Regions from separate parts of the Oryctolagus cuniculus genome. Here region 1 is linked to region 2. The links are chromatin contacts, called in public Hi-C maps. All regions are on one chromosome and are shown on one strand. The core of a region is the stretch at or near the end of the contact, and the rest is flanking DNA. Distances in the headings are between cores, read along the strand shown.

Region 1 (5,926 bases), core at 1,884-4,383, 110 kb after region 2:
ATCCCACCCCAGGGGGCGTCCACTCGGCCGGCCCTGCGGGACCCGGACGGGCGCGAGGGGCGGATCGCAGAGGAGGCTAAAATGTCCGCTTCTCGCGGCGCCCGAGCGCGGCGGGCGGGGGCGGGGGCGGGGGCGGGGGCCGCCGGCTTCCGAGTGAAACCGGACCTGCGGGTCTACTGAGCATGCCCGTCCCGGGGCCGCCGAGGGTCGCTCCCGCTCCGTGCTCCGGGCTTTCCCGGCGGCTGGCGAGTGGGACGCGGGAGGAGGGTCCCGCCCCGCTCGGGATTCCGCGTGGAGAGGCCGGGGGCCGAGCTTAGGCTCCGCGGGTTTTGCGTGAAGTTGCGAGCAGATTGATACCGCTTCTGAAGCGTGACGATCTCGCTCTGAGTGTTCAAAGCCGCCCGCCGTCTGTTTTGCGGGTTGTGGGGGAGAGACGGGGAAGTGAGTCCGTAGCTCTTTCAGCAGTGCCATTAAATTAAAGCCCTGAATCCGTGATAGCCTCTGGGTGCGGGAGCAATCCAGTGGCCGCATAACTCCCTGACACTCGGATCAATAAGCGCAGCTTATTATTCGCCCAGTGTCCCCAATTCATTCTGTGGAGGCGCAGGAACATATTCCCCTTGACTGCAGTTGATGGGTAGGACCAGGAGGTCACCTGCTGCTAACATTTCCATCAAAAGGCAGAAGCGAACCAAAAGGCTTTATTTAGAGGAACACGAAGGTCTGGGAGCAGAGGGGAGTATTTGCTAATCCAACTGGCAGGAGACGGGAAAGAGCTGCCAGGAATCTGATATTTGCAGCGTGCTCTGCACAGTACCTTCACTGCACAGTCCATTTAATCTTCCCAGTAATCCTGTGTTGTGGGTATTATGCTGACACAACAGAGGGATGCAAAGCTCAGAGTAGCTAAGGACCCGTTCAAGATGGCCCAGCTGGAGTCTGGCACCAGGCGATCCCAGCAGGGACTTTGTGACTCCTGGACCTTAGAATGTTTTCCATTGTTCCCCTGGCTGCCTGGCCCTTGGACTCTGTCATTAGCAGAGAGCTGGCTGAGTGAGTGGTGACACAGCTCAGCTACCTGCAGAAATTAGTAACCACCTTGCATTTTGGACACTCTGAAACTGGAGGATGAGGCCAAAGAAATGCCGTTGGGCAGCTAATTTGGAAGTTCAGGAATGACTGAATGGGATGTTTTTCAGCATCCCCAGGAAGAAGAGAAACAGTGGCCACAGGTGAGCACTGGGCAGATGCCTTAGCCAGAGACTTAGAGAACAATGAAAACTTGGCTTTGTTTAGTGCCTTCTCTCAGACTCTTACTAGCCTCAAAAATGGAGACAGACAAGTTTGGCCTTCTTGGCCCTGTTTTATAAAGAAACTGAATAATTGCTAAAAGCCTCATGCAGGGTCTCAGAGAAAATCCAGAACCCAGGTGACCCACCCCATCTAGGGCACTTCTTGTACCACACATACCAGCACTAGCATGGAAGGTGGTGAAGCCCAGTCCATGTGCACCAAGAGCAGAGCTGTGAGGAGCATGCAGCCCGGGATAACCCCGGGGTTTCCTCCCTGTCTAAAGGTGAGACTTACCACCTTCAGGGCACTGGTGACTCTCCACATCCAGATACCTTTTCAAAACACTTGTATTCTTTATCTGATTATGCTATGGACAGCATGATGAGACATCTTGGGATGGGGTCCAAGTTTAGTCATGAAATTCATTTACGTTTCATGTACACCTTATATACATGGTCTGAAGGTAATTTTCTAGAATATTTTAATATTGTGCATGAAACAAAGTTTCAAAGTGAACAATTTTCCACTTGTGGTATCATGTCATTGCTCAAAAAATTTCAGATTTTCATAGTAGGGGTATTTCATCTACACCATATTTGACATAAATATTTAAAATTCTTGTAATTTGTTCAGTGGTTTCTATTTACTCAGAATTTGTGGGTTTTCTCATGGCATATTCTGGAGGATGGAAAAAGTCTACCGTGCTTGGAGAACAGAAAGGGTCAGAGACCATGTCCTTGGCTCTCTAGCAGGACTGCAGAAGCAAATACCCAATGGCTGTTTAATTCGTGGGACCCAGTGCAAAGTGCAAGTGCAGAGACCCTTGCTCAAAAATTATAAATAATTTCAAGACTGCAACAGGAGAGGCTGGAACCAAGCACAGCTTATGTCACATAGTAGTTGGCATGCACAGGAAGCCAGTCCTGCCCATTGCCCAGACCGGGCCTTTTTGGAGAGCCTGGGCCCACCCAGAAAATCTGCAGCAGGTCCCAGCCAAGAGACCTTGAAGATAATTTGAAAGGGGAGGAGGAGCGAGTGGAAGCAGGAGAGTGGCTGGGAGCGCCCCCTCTACCGATGCCAAAGCCCACAGGGCCGGCAACCTCTGGCTCAGAAACTACACGGCCTCCAAGGGGCCTAGAGCCATCCTCTATCAACAAGAGAGATTGGCTGGATCATTTAAAAACTATTTTGGGGTTGCCTTTTAACGCGAGAAACACCGCCGTTTCTATGAAATTCAAGCGTTTCTGGGCTGTATTGGATTCATTTTTATTTTTCTGTGCACAAATAATAATAATCACTTTAAAACGCCCGTTCCTCTATCACGACAAAAAAAAAAAAAAAAAGACCACGAGATTCACGTGAAACTGAAAAGCCTCTGCCATTCAGAACCTTGGCAGAGCCGAACGCCGTCCCTCCCCCTCGGTTTCTGGTTGGCTGGGTGCAGAGGCCAGGCGCTGCCACCTGCGCCGCCCAGACCCTCGCATGCGGGGAGGGGGCAGTGGTTCCCCTCCAAGCCCCAGCGCTCCAGCGTCCCAGCGCCTCCCCCACCCCTCGCCTTCGGCGTGGAATCCTGGGGTTTGGGAGGAGGGAGGGCGCAAAACGGGAGCCAGATGTGAGTGAGGCCTCCCGCGCCCGCCTCCTCCCTCCTCTTGGGCTCCCTAAAACCCGGAGTCCCTGCCCAGAGAGGATTCGGAGCCAGACCGACGCTGAGCAAACTCCGCTCCGCCGCTCCTCCGGGAGTGGAGGCCAGGAGGGAGGAGGAAAGGAAGCCGAGCATGCTCAGTAGGCGGGACAAAGTTTTTTTTTTTTCTCCTCCTCCTTTTTTTTTTTTTTTTTTTTTTTTTCGGTCGCAAGTAGGAAGCTTTTTGCACTCCACCACCTCTGGCCGCTGGGAAGACGTCATCGCTTCCGCCCTACTTCCTCCTCCTGTTGGCGGCTGTGAGAATCCAATATGGAGTAAATCGGTGGAGTCGAGAGATGGGGCTCGGACGGGGCGCCCTGCACCGCCTCCCAGGCGCACCTCCCCCGGCCGCCGACCGCTCCCCGGAACCGTGATTGGCCCGGCCCCCCGGGGGCGACCCCGGGCCCAGCCCCCGCCGGCGGCCGGCCCGCTCCTCCTCCTCCTCTCAGCAGTCCCCGCCGCTCCGAGGCGCGCTTGTTTTTCTCCTGCTCTCCCCCTCCGCCGTCCCCTGCCCCAGTCTCGCCCCTCCGCGCCTCGCGCGCCCCGGAGCCCCCGCCCGCCTCGCCCGCGGCGCCGCCTCCCCCAGCGGCTCGCCTCGGCGCCCCTTCCCCGCACCTTCCCCCGCACCCCGGCCGCCCTGCTTCCCCTTCTGCCTGCGGCGCCCCCTTCATCTTTAGCCGCTCCCCCCACCCCCACCCCAATCAGGCGATCTCTGGAGATGTGAAGAAGGGGGGTGAGCGGACAGGAAGATGAAGGGAGCAAAGCTGCCCGCTGCGGGACAGGCGTCTAGGTGAACAGGAAAATGACCGAAGAAACACACCCGGACGAGTAAGTTTGGCCGCGGGGTGGGACGCGGGAGCCCCGAGGGGGCGGCGTGGGGGCCGGGGCTGAGGACGCGGGCGGGGACGCTGCTGGGTGAACTTGGCGTGGGGTGCAGCGGCTCGCCGACCTGTCGGGGTCCGGGCGCGAGGTTTTCCTTGCTGAGGGGAGGAGGGGGCCGAAATTGCCGCGTGCTGGCGGGGGGCACGCCTGGGGTCGGCGGGCTAGCGGCCGCCGTGGGGGCCAAGGGCGCACGGGTGACCTCGGGGCGGTCCCGGCTCCCTCTCGCCACCCATCCCACCCTGCAAGCCTTGCGGCGGGAGCTGAAGGCTGACACCCCCGATCGGGCTTCCCGGGGTCGGTGGGCTTTTGCGTTGGTGACTTTGTGACTCCCGCCCGGCGGTCCCCTCCGGAGCCCAGTGGGGCCCAGGCTCCGCCATTTCGTTTTCTTGAATCGCTCTCATTTGCATACCACATTTTCATTCATAAAAACACGGCGGAGCGAGGCGAGGCCGGGTGCGGGCCGCGCGGGGGTCTGGCGCGCCGGGGTCCCGCGCTAGCCGGAGCCGCCCGAGGCCCCCGCGCGTGTGAGTGTGTGAATGCGCGCGCTTGCGGGCCGGCACACGCGCCCCGCGGGTCGGGGCAGCTCGGGGGGCGGATCCGCGGCGTGTGCGGCGGGGGCGGGCGGGAGCGTGCGGGGCAGCGCGCCGCGGGCGGGTGGTGTGAGTGTCTGGGAGCGTGTGCGCGCTCGCGTGAGCGCGTGCCCGGGCCTGTGCGCGGCCCGCGGGCCCGAGTGGAACAATGCTCCGGGCCCTCCGCCGGAGGGGCTCCTGGGCCGCCCGGCGCAAGACCCGTGTCGGCATCCCCTGGCCGAGGTGCAGCTCCCGGCCGGCCGCCCGCCTCGCGATCGCGGGGTCTGGCTTGGCCTTTGCACTCTCCCGCCCGAGGCGTTTCCAGTCGCGGGTGCGGGTGCGGCGGCGGCGGCGGGGCCCCTGGGCCCGGAGCCTCTGGTCTTCGGCCTGGGGTCCGAGCGGTCGCGGCCGCCGCCGCCGCTGCTTGGTGGCTGTACCCGCCACCAGCCACTTTTTTTTTTTTTTTTTTTTTTGTGAATAAGACGCTCTCCTTTATTGTCACATGACATGCCTCCTCCCCTGCACATTCATAAATCCGGAGCCTGCCTCGGTTCCTTTCATTCAGTGCTGCCATTAGCCGAGGTAGCGGCGGCCGGCTTGGGCGCACCGAGGCGCGCCGCGGCCGCGAGGACGCGCCCTGTAGGGAGGCTCCGCGCGTGTCTGCGCCGGGGGAGCAGCAGCAGCAGCCGCCCCACGCCGCACCGCCTGCCAGCCTTGAGACTCGGCAGTGCGGGAGGGGAAGTGACTCAGGGCTGGGTAGCAGGGAGCTTGAAGGTGTCTTGGAGCAGGTGATAGAATGCTGTGCTACTCTTAAGAAATGTACTCACTTTTTTTTTTTTTTTTTTAACACGCCTTTATCCTTTAGCGTCTGCTGTTGCCAGGCTGGGCAGGAGAGGGGCTGGTGTTCAGGAAAGGGAATTTCCTTCCTGTGGGTCCCCAAGGAGCCGTAACTGCAGTAACCCCTGATCCACCAGGCACCGGTGGAAAGGATCCCTCCTCTCCCGGTTTGCACATCGTCTGCCGCCTCTGCTGCTCTTTGTATTTTAGGCATTTGCTTTGCCTTCGTATACTGTGCCTTGAAGTGGCAAAGTGGAAAAAAGAAAAGTTGGGCTTTTAGTGCTGCAATGTGGAGAAGGAATACGCTGCTGGATAAGCAGGTGTTGTCATACAGGTGCTCATTCGGCCCTGTGCACCGGAGGGCAGCTGCCTCGCTCCGCCCTGGGGATTCTTGGAGAGGTTTGACCATTCCACATCCGCTTCCTTGGCTCCATCTCTTGTATGCACAGGCCTAGCTTGGCCCTTTTCACAGCATCGTGTCACCCTCGCCTCCCACCCCATCTGCTCTCCAAAGCCACAGGCTCAAGGGTGGGAGCACCAGGCTGTCAGACCAAGTGCTGTCAGAAACCCAGCCGAGACGATGGATACATCTGAGGACAGGTTCTGGCTTCGTTTAGGGACTCAGGAAGCCTGGGGGCCTTAGTCACTGCCGAGATGGCCTTCT
Region 2 (6,277 bases), core at 461-2,960:
TGGTGCACAGCCGATGCCCTCAACACACTGGCGGAGCACCATTCGCCGGATACAAAGATGCTCCTGGGGCTGGCGCCGCGGCTCACTAGGCTAATCCTCCACCTGCGGCACAAGCACCCAGGTTCTAGTCCCAGTTGGGGCGCCGGAGTCTGTCCTGGTTGTTCCTCTTCCAGGCCAGCTCTCTGCTGTGGCCCGGGAGTGCAGTGGAGGATGGCTCAAGTGCTTGGGCCCTGCACCGCATGGGAGACCAGGAGGAAGCACCTGGCTCCTGGCTTCGGATCTGCGCAGCACGCCAGCTGTAGCAGCCATTTGTGGGGTTAACCAGCGGAATGAAGACCTTTCTCTCTGTCTCTCTTTCTCTCATTGTCTAACTCTGCCTGTCAAAAAAAAAAAAAAAAAAAGATGCTCCTGGAAGGTAGAGATCAAGTGCATGCAATCGCTGTGGCTTAATGGTCTGTGCACAACAGGACTTCCCAACATTTGGGGCAGGACAAGCCTTCGCGATAGGGGTCCTATATACTATAGGATCTCTGGCAGCACTCATGGCCTCCACACGCTCGATGCCAGCAGTGGCTCCTCTCTCAGCTGTGACATCAAGTGTCTTCCAACATCGCCCATTGAGAAAGTCTGGGTTACAGCCATTATGTCATCCCTCCTGCTAAGGCCGTGTGTTCTGGGATTTCTCTGTGTTCCTAAGGAAATTATGCTTCCTAAAACCTGACTTCAGAATCTTATTCTCTGTTCATTCACAATGTTGATCCATTAATAGAATAAGTAAACGCAATGCAATTTGTGAACAGAAGAAGGTAGCAGCCATGCCCTTGCCCACAGCACCTGCACTGTCTTTGTCATTGGCACATCTTAGTAGGAGCACCCAGGAAGCCATCCTTGGACAGATTGGGCATTCTGTGACAAACACCAGAGATGTCCCTTCCTCCCAACACTTTACAAGAGTTGTTTAAACAAACCCAGAGCACTGGGACTTCAGCTCTGGGGGCTCAGCCTGCTCCTGTCTGCCAGGGGCACAGAGCTGGGCAACATGGCCCGTGCCCCCTCTGAAAGATCACCTGCTCCACCATGACCCAACAGCTGGGATGTCAAATGGTGAGGATCTTAATCTTAGGCTGCATCCAAGGCTGGCCCAGGAACCACCTTCCACATTTCCGTGTGCCCCTGCCTCCTGCTGCAAGGCCTGAGCCAGAGATGGGAGTCAGAGTTCATGGCCTCAAAACCCCATACTCCAACTTCTAAGCATCTCGCCAAGATCCACCAGCTGGCCCCTCTCACGGGGTGTAGGCAACAGAGGTACAGGAGCCCAATGACCCAGGTCAGCTGCAGAAGTAACTGTCAGGAGACGAGAGCGAGCCAGAGGCAGGTGCCCCTCGGGCAGGTCCTGCTCTGCTCTTCTTGCTGCAGGGTTGCCCAGGACACAAAGGCATCGTCAGACCCCGTGCCCGCTCCCGGCAGTGAGTCAGCACCGCCCAGCAATGCTAATTCCATGCTTATTCACAACTTATAATTTTAGTACCACGGGGCAAAGCTTTAAAAAAGAACCCTGAGAAACCCACCCACCTATGACACGCCAGTTCCCGACCGGGTGGACATCCTTAGTCACTGACAGCAGCTGGGCCCTGCTTCCTCGTCGCCTTGCTCTTCCCATCTCTAGACATTCTGCCAAGCAGACACTGACTCAGAAGAAGTCGGTGTAGCAATTCAGATCTGTGTGGAGGCCTTGAGAAGATCGGAAGGACTGGGGAATAAATATCCTTCCATTGCACTAGACTCTGGGTGTTCAAACAAGACGGAGAACAAGCTGTGCTAACACACCTGGTTTCCAGGCCAGGCTTCCCTTCAGCCCCTGAGACGTCAGGGTGGAGATGCTTCCCGGCTTGGAATGATCCTGCAAGGCCCGTGTGGGGGACTCCGTGCAGTACCTTGTCCCAGCATGAGCCGTCTCCGTGAATAAAACACCGTGCCAGAGACTCAGTCCTCCAACTCGGTTCTGTTCTGCCCAGGTCTGTAGGGAACCAGCCTCCCAGACCTACCCCCTTGCTTTCCCCAGAGTCAGAGTTCCAACCGAATAAGGCCAAGGCAAGTTCCCCAACACACAGACGGCTGCTAGTCTCTCTGTTACACAGTTCCTGATGACAGACTGCACCCTCACCCCCGGCAGCTGGTGCAAACAGTTGCCACCCAGGACCTAGGCAGATCTAGTCCCCACCCCTCCAGAAACATCACTGTGAGAGCCTGATGCAGTCTGTCACAAACAGGCCCGCGTCTGCCCTGTGTGAGGACCGAGTGTCTGGTGGAAGAGACCGTTCCCAGGGCACAAGCCAGACCAAAGCCAGATCATCTCACACCTCCATCTCAGCCAACAGCCCCTCTCGTATGTAGACACCCACAGGCACGCTGCAGCCGGGAGCGGGTCTGGGCCAAGGCAGGCTCCTCCTGCTCTGGGCACAAAGCACTGCTATGTCATAACCAACAAGATGCATGGACTGGAGGCCAATGGTTCCTGACATCTTTGTCAGCTGATCAAAGCCAAGGACTATGCTCAGAAAAATGCATTTTCACACAGAATTGACAGTATTTTCAGGGAGTTCAGACATACCCAGGGGAGGAAACACACACACACCACAGCCAGGGCCCACTAAAAACCCGTTCCTTGGTCACGCAGCATTAAAGCAAGAGGCACTATGTGCTTACCACTGGCCATGTGGCACTGTGCAACCATGTCTTGGAACCCAGCAGCAGGGCTTTCCAGACCAGCCAAGGGCTAGGCCTACAAAGCTCTGGCTTGCTCACTCCTATGTGAGCGCCCGTGCCTTTGTCCTCTGACCCTCTCAACAATGCCACGATGCGGGACCACTGTTTCCATTTGACAGATGAGGGCACTGAGGCTTGGAGAAGCAAGATACCCTTCTCAAACAAAACCCACACGACTCAAACAAAGCCAGGCACGACGGCTAACACACAGAGGGCCCATCACCTGCACCAGGCATCGCCAGCCTGGGAAGAGGACTTGCCCTGAAGTAGGAGAAAACAGCCCAAATCCTAAAATACTTGGTGAGGGGGGTCGCTGGAGCCTATGGCTAACTTTGCTCGCAAACTGGGGTGGTCTTCATTTGCACTTGCTTTTGACTGGTCAGGGGGTAAAAGCAAGCATGTAACTTTGAGGAGGCTCACGCTTTCTGAATTTGCAGCAAAACTGCAGAAAGACCACTCGTTTCAAGGAGGAAGCCTCTATTGCTTCATGCACGTACAACGTGGGCCACACAGAGAGCAAGAACAGCTCTGTATGGAAGTTGATCATTGATAGGTTATCTTAGCTGTAGTCATAGGAAGCCAAGAAACCGGGGCATCTAACATGTGCCTTTTGAGATACCAGTTGCCAAGCACAGGTGGTGAAGTCATCAGAAAAACAAACATTTCGGGAGTGGCTCCTTTGTGCCTGGCACTGTGCTAAGCACTAGAGATAGAGAGGGGGTGAGGCAAGGTCCTGACCGCATTGAACTCAGCATCTAGCTGGCGGGGGAAGGGAAACACATGACCAGCTGGAAGAGCAATGTGCTAACTGCTTCACCAGCACAGGAGCCTGGTGCCAAGGGCCAGTGAGGAGGGCTGAGTAATGACGGGGGAAGGTCTCAGACGTTCAGGAGGGGTCTCGGGAGGCCAGGCGAGCAGGAAGGAGATCCCAGGTCATTCTTTCGTTAAAAAAAAGATTTATGCTAAAGATAGAGTGATAGAGACAGAGATCTTCCATCTGCTGGTTCACTCCCCAAAAGGCCATAGTGGTTGCGGCTAAGCCAGGAGCCTGGAACTCCATCCAGGCCTGCCATGTGAGCTGCAGAGGATCAAACACGTAGGCCATCTTCTGCTGCCGCCCCAGGTAGATCAGCAGGAAGCTGGGTTGGAGGCAGAGCAGCCAGGACTCGAATTGGCACTCATGGTATGCCAGAGTCGCAGATGGCAGCTTAACCCACTGTGCCTAGAGCACCAGCCCCCAGAAGATGTTCTTGACAGAGGATTCAGTGTGCACTGAGACCCTGGGGGAGACCTGCTGGGGACAAGGGCTGGCGAGGTGGACCCTTGGTGCCAGGCTGGAGACGCAGGACGTGAGCCAGAAAAGGGAGATAGGGGCCAGATGACGAAAGCCTGTGCCATATGGAGACACCAAGAAGGTTCTTCTCCACAGAGAAAGGACTCGATCAGATCTGCGGAGCAGGACAATAGCTGTGACCTCGGCAAGAGAGGCAGAGCCTGTCTCCCAGACACAAGCAGGAAACGGTGCACACCTCTGCAACAATTTAAGCGGAGGACGGAAGGGTTGGATCCCAGCTCCAGCTGCCTTCCTGAACGAACCTGCATGAGCCAGCAGGGCGTGAGGGTGGCAGGCAGAAGACAGAACAAGAAAGGCCTGCAAGGCGTCTAAGTTAAGCAGCTGGCCAATGGCAATGTCCTTCAGAGAGGCAGCATGGAGATAATGAGTCGCATTCGGAACATGTTGCTTTGGAGTGGCCAAAGCAGAGTAGGTAAGTGATGGGTAGACGATAGCTTTAGAGGGTTAGAAGAGACAAAGCACGAGGAAAATGAGCCGAGAACTAAGGATATGCGAGGGTACTTCAAGAATTTCATGAATGTTGGGTATTAGGCCTAGTAGTTGGGATGTCTGCATCCCCCATCAGAGTACCGGGTTCAATGCCTGCCGCCAGCTCCTGACTCCAGCTTCCTGCTAATGCAGATCCTGCAAGGTGGCAGCATTGGCTCAAGTGATTGAGTCCCTTCCACCCACATGGGAGATCTGGATTGAGTTCCCAGATTCAGCCTGGCCCAGCCCCAGCAGTTGCAGGCATTTGAGGGTGAACCAGTGGATGAGAGATCCCTCTCTGGATCTCTGTTTCTCACTTAAACTTAATTTTAAAAATTAAGTTTATTTTGGTGCAAAAATGCATAGTTTTTTCATAACTAGTATTTTTCCATAAACTTTGTGAAGCCTTCTTATAGAACCTTAGAAATATTGGTATAGGAAGGAGCTCAAGGAAAGAAGAGCCTGCTAAGGCAACCAGAACAGCCAACTATGGCTCGTGGACAAGACACTTTCCAGGAAGGGGCGACCAAGCACCAAAAGCTACAGAGGGGCAAGGGAGTATGAGCCTTACGAGGAAGTCCCTGGACTGGGCAGGGAGAAATTCAGAACCCAGTGGGAGTGGGAGTGGGAGTGGGAGTGGGGGCAGCAAGTTCACACGACTCCTGAAAGGGTTTTGGCCAAGGAAGGAAGGAGACAGATCATCTGTCCTCACAGATAAAGCTTTCACTGTTCTCTAGAGTGGGACCTATTCCACGCCAGGTAGAAGCTCCCTCAGCCGCATCCCTTAACACTGGTGTTTAAGCTAGGCAAGAGCTTAGCAACCTGTACATGCAGTAGCCAAAGTCCAGAACTGGCTGGCATAGATGCTACTTGCAAGTGCCGCCAAGTGTTAAGAACTTCGATGGCCCTAGAAAATTGCTCACCGTCCCCATGAGAGGTGGAGGCTTATGTGGCCAACAGGGAGAAGAGATCTTACAAACAAAACTTGAAGCCAACAGCAAAGGTGGCAAAGGGACTGTTAATTTTGAGAACACCTAGTTGAAGCTTCTGGGAGGCAGAATCTGCTCAGACAGCACTCAGAATATTAGCAGCATACCTTAACAAGTAAGCAAAAGAACGAAACAATTCTAAAGTTTGCAGACTTTTAGACTAAGAAGAGTCATAATGGATATCCACAAGACTGATCTGCAAGCATGTCCACTATAGCTGTGTTTATAAGAGTAAAATCTGGGGCAGGCATTTGGCGCAACAGTTAAACAGTTAAATCGCTGCTTGGGACACAGACATCCCATATCCAAGAGCCTGGCTTTGAGTCCTGGCGGCTCCTGGCTCCTCCCATTCAGCTTCCTGCTGGGCTGATGTATGTCCTGGGAGGCGGCAGCAGCTGATGGTTCCAATATCTGGGTTCCTGCCACCCCCATGAGAGACAGATGGAGTTCCTGGCTTCAGCCTGGCCCAGCCCCGCTACTGCAGGCCTTTGGAGAGTGAAGCATAAGATGGAAGATCTCTCCTTCACCTTTCCCCATTCTTCATCTCTCTGCCTTTCAAATAAAGTGAAAACATTGTAAATAAAGTAGGAATAATGTAAGCTTCCAAGAACAGAGAGTGGACTAGACACACCATCCTGCATCTCCACAGGACACAAAAGTATGTAACTATAACATCGAATAAATGACTAACAGCCCAGAA

Evidence for each region. Hi-C and Micro-C count contacts between places; a contact is called where the count stands out from the background.
Region 1: a Hi-C map of skin fibroblasts shows a contact between it and region 2, with 4 times the contacts expected there. The contact joins the promoter of SPRED2 here to the enhancer-like site in region 2. A contact is called at or near these places in 5 of 6 Hi-C or Micro-C datasets (ear pinna, embryonic fibroblasts, liver and 2 more).

Annotation. Positions count from the first base shown.
Region 1 is chr2:137,294,488-137,300,413 of mOryCun1.1, forward strand. SPRED2 (sprouty related EVH1 domain containing 2) reads left to right here and starts at 3,134. Exons shown (of 6, transcript XM_017340722.3): 1 at 3,134-3,802. The coding sequence starts at 3,777.
Region 2 is chr2:137,188,126-137,194,402 of mOryCun1.1, forward strand. No RefSeq gene overlaps it. Among named protein-coding and RNA genes, the nearest start is that of SPRED2, 110 kb to the right of the region's middle. Within about 2 kb of position 1,711, at least 1 of the 8 cell types and tissues checked has an H3K27ac peak or open chromatin away from gene starts, as enhancers often do.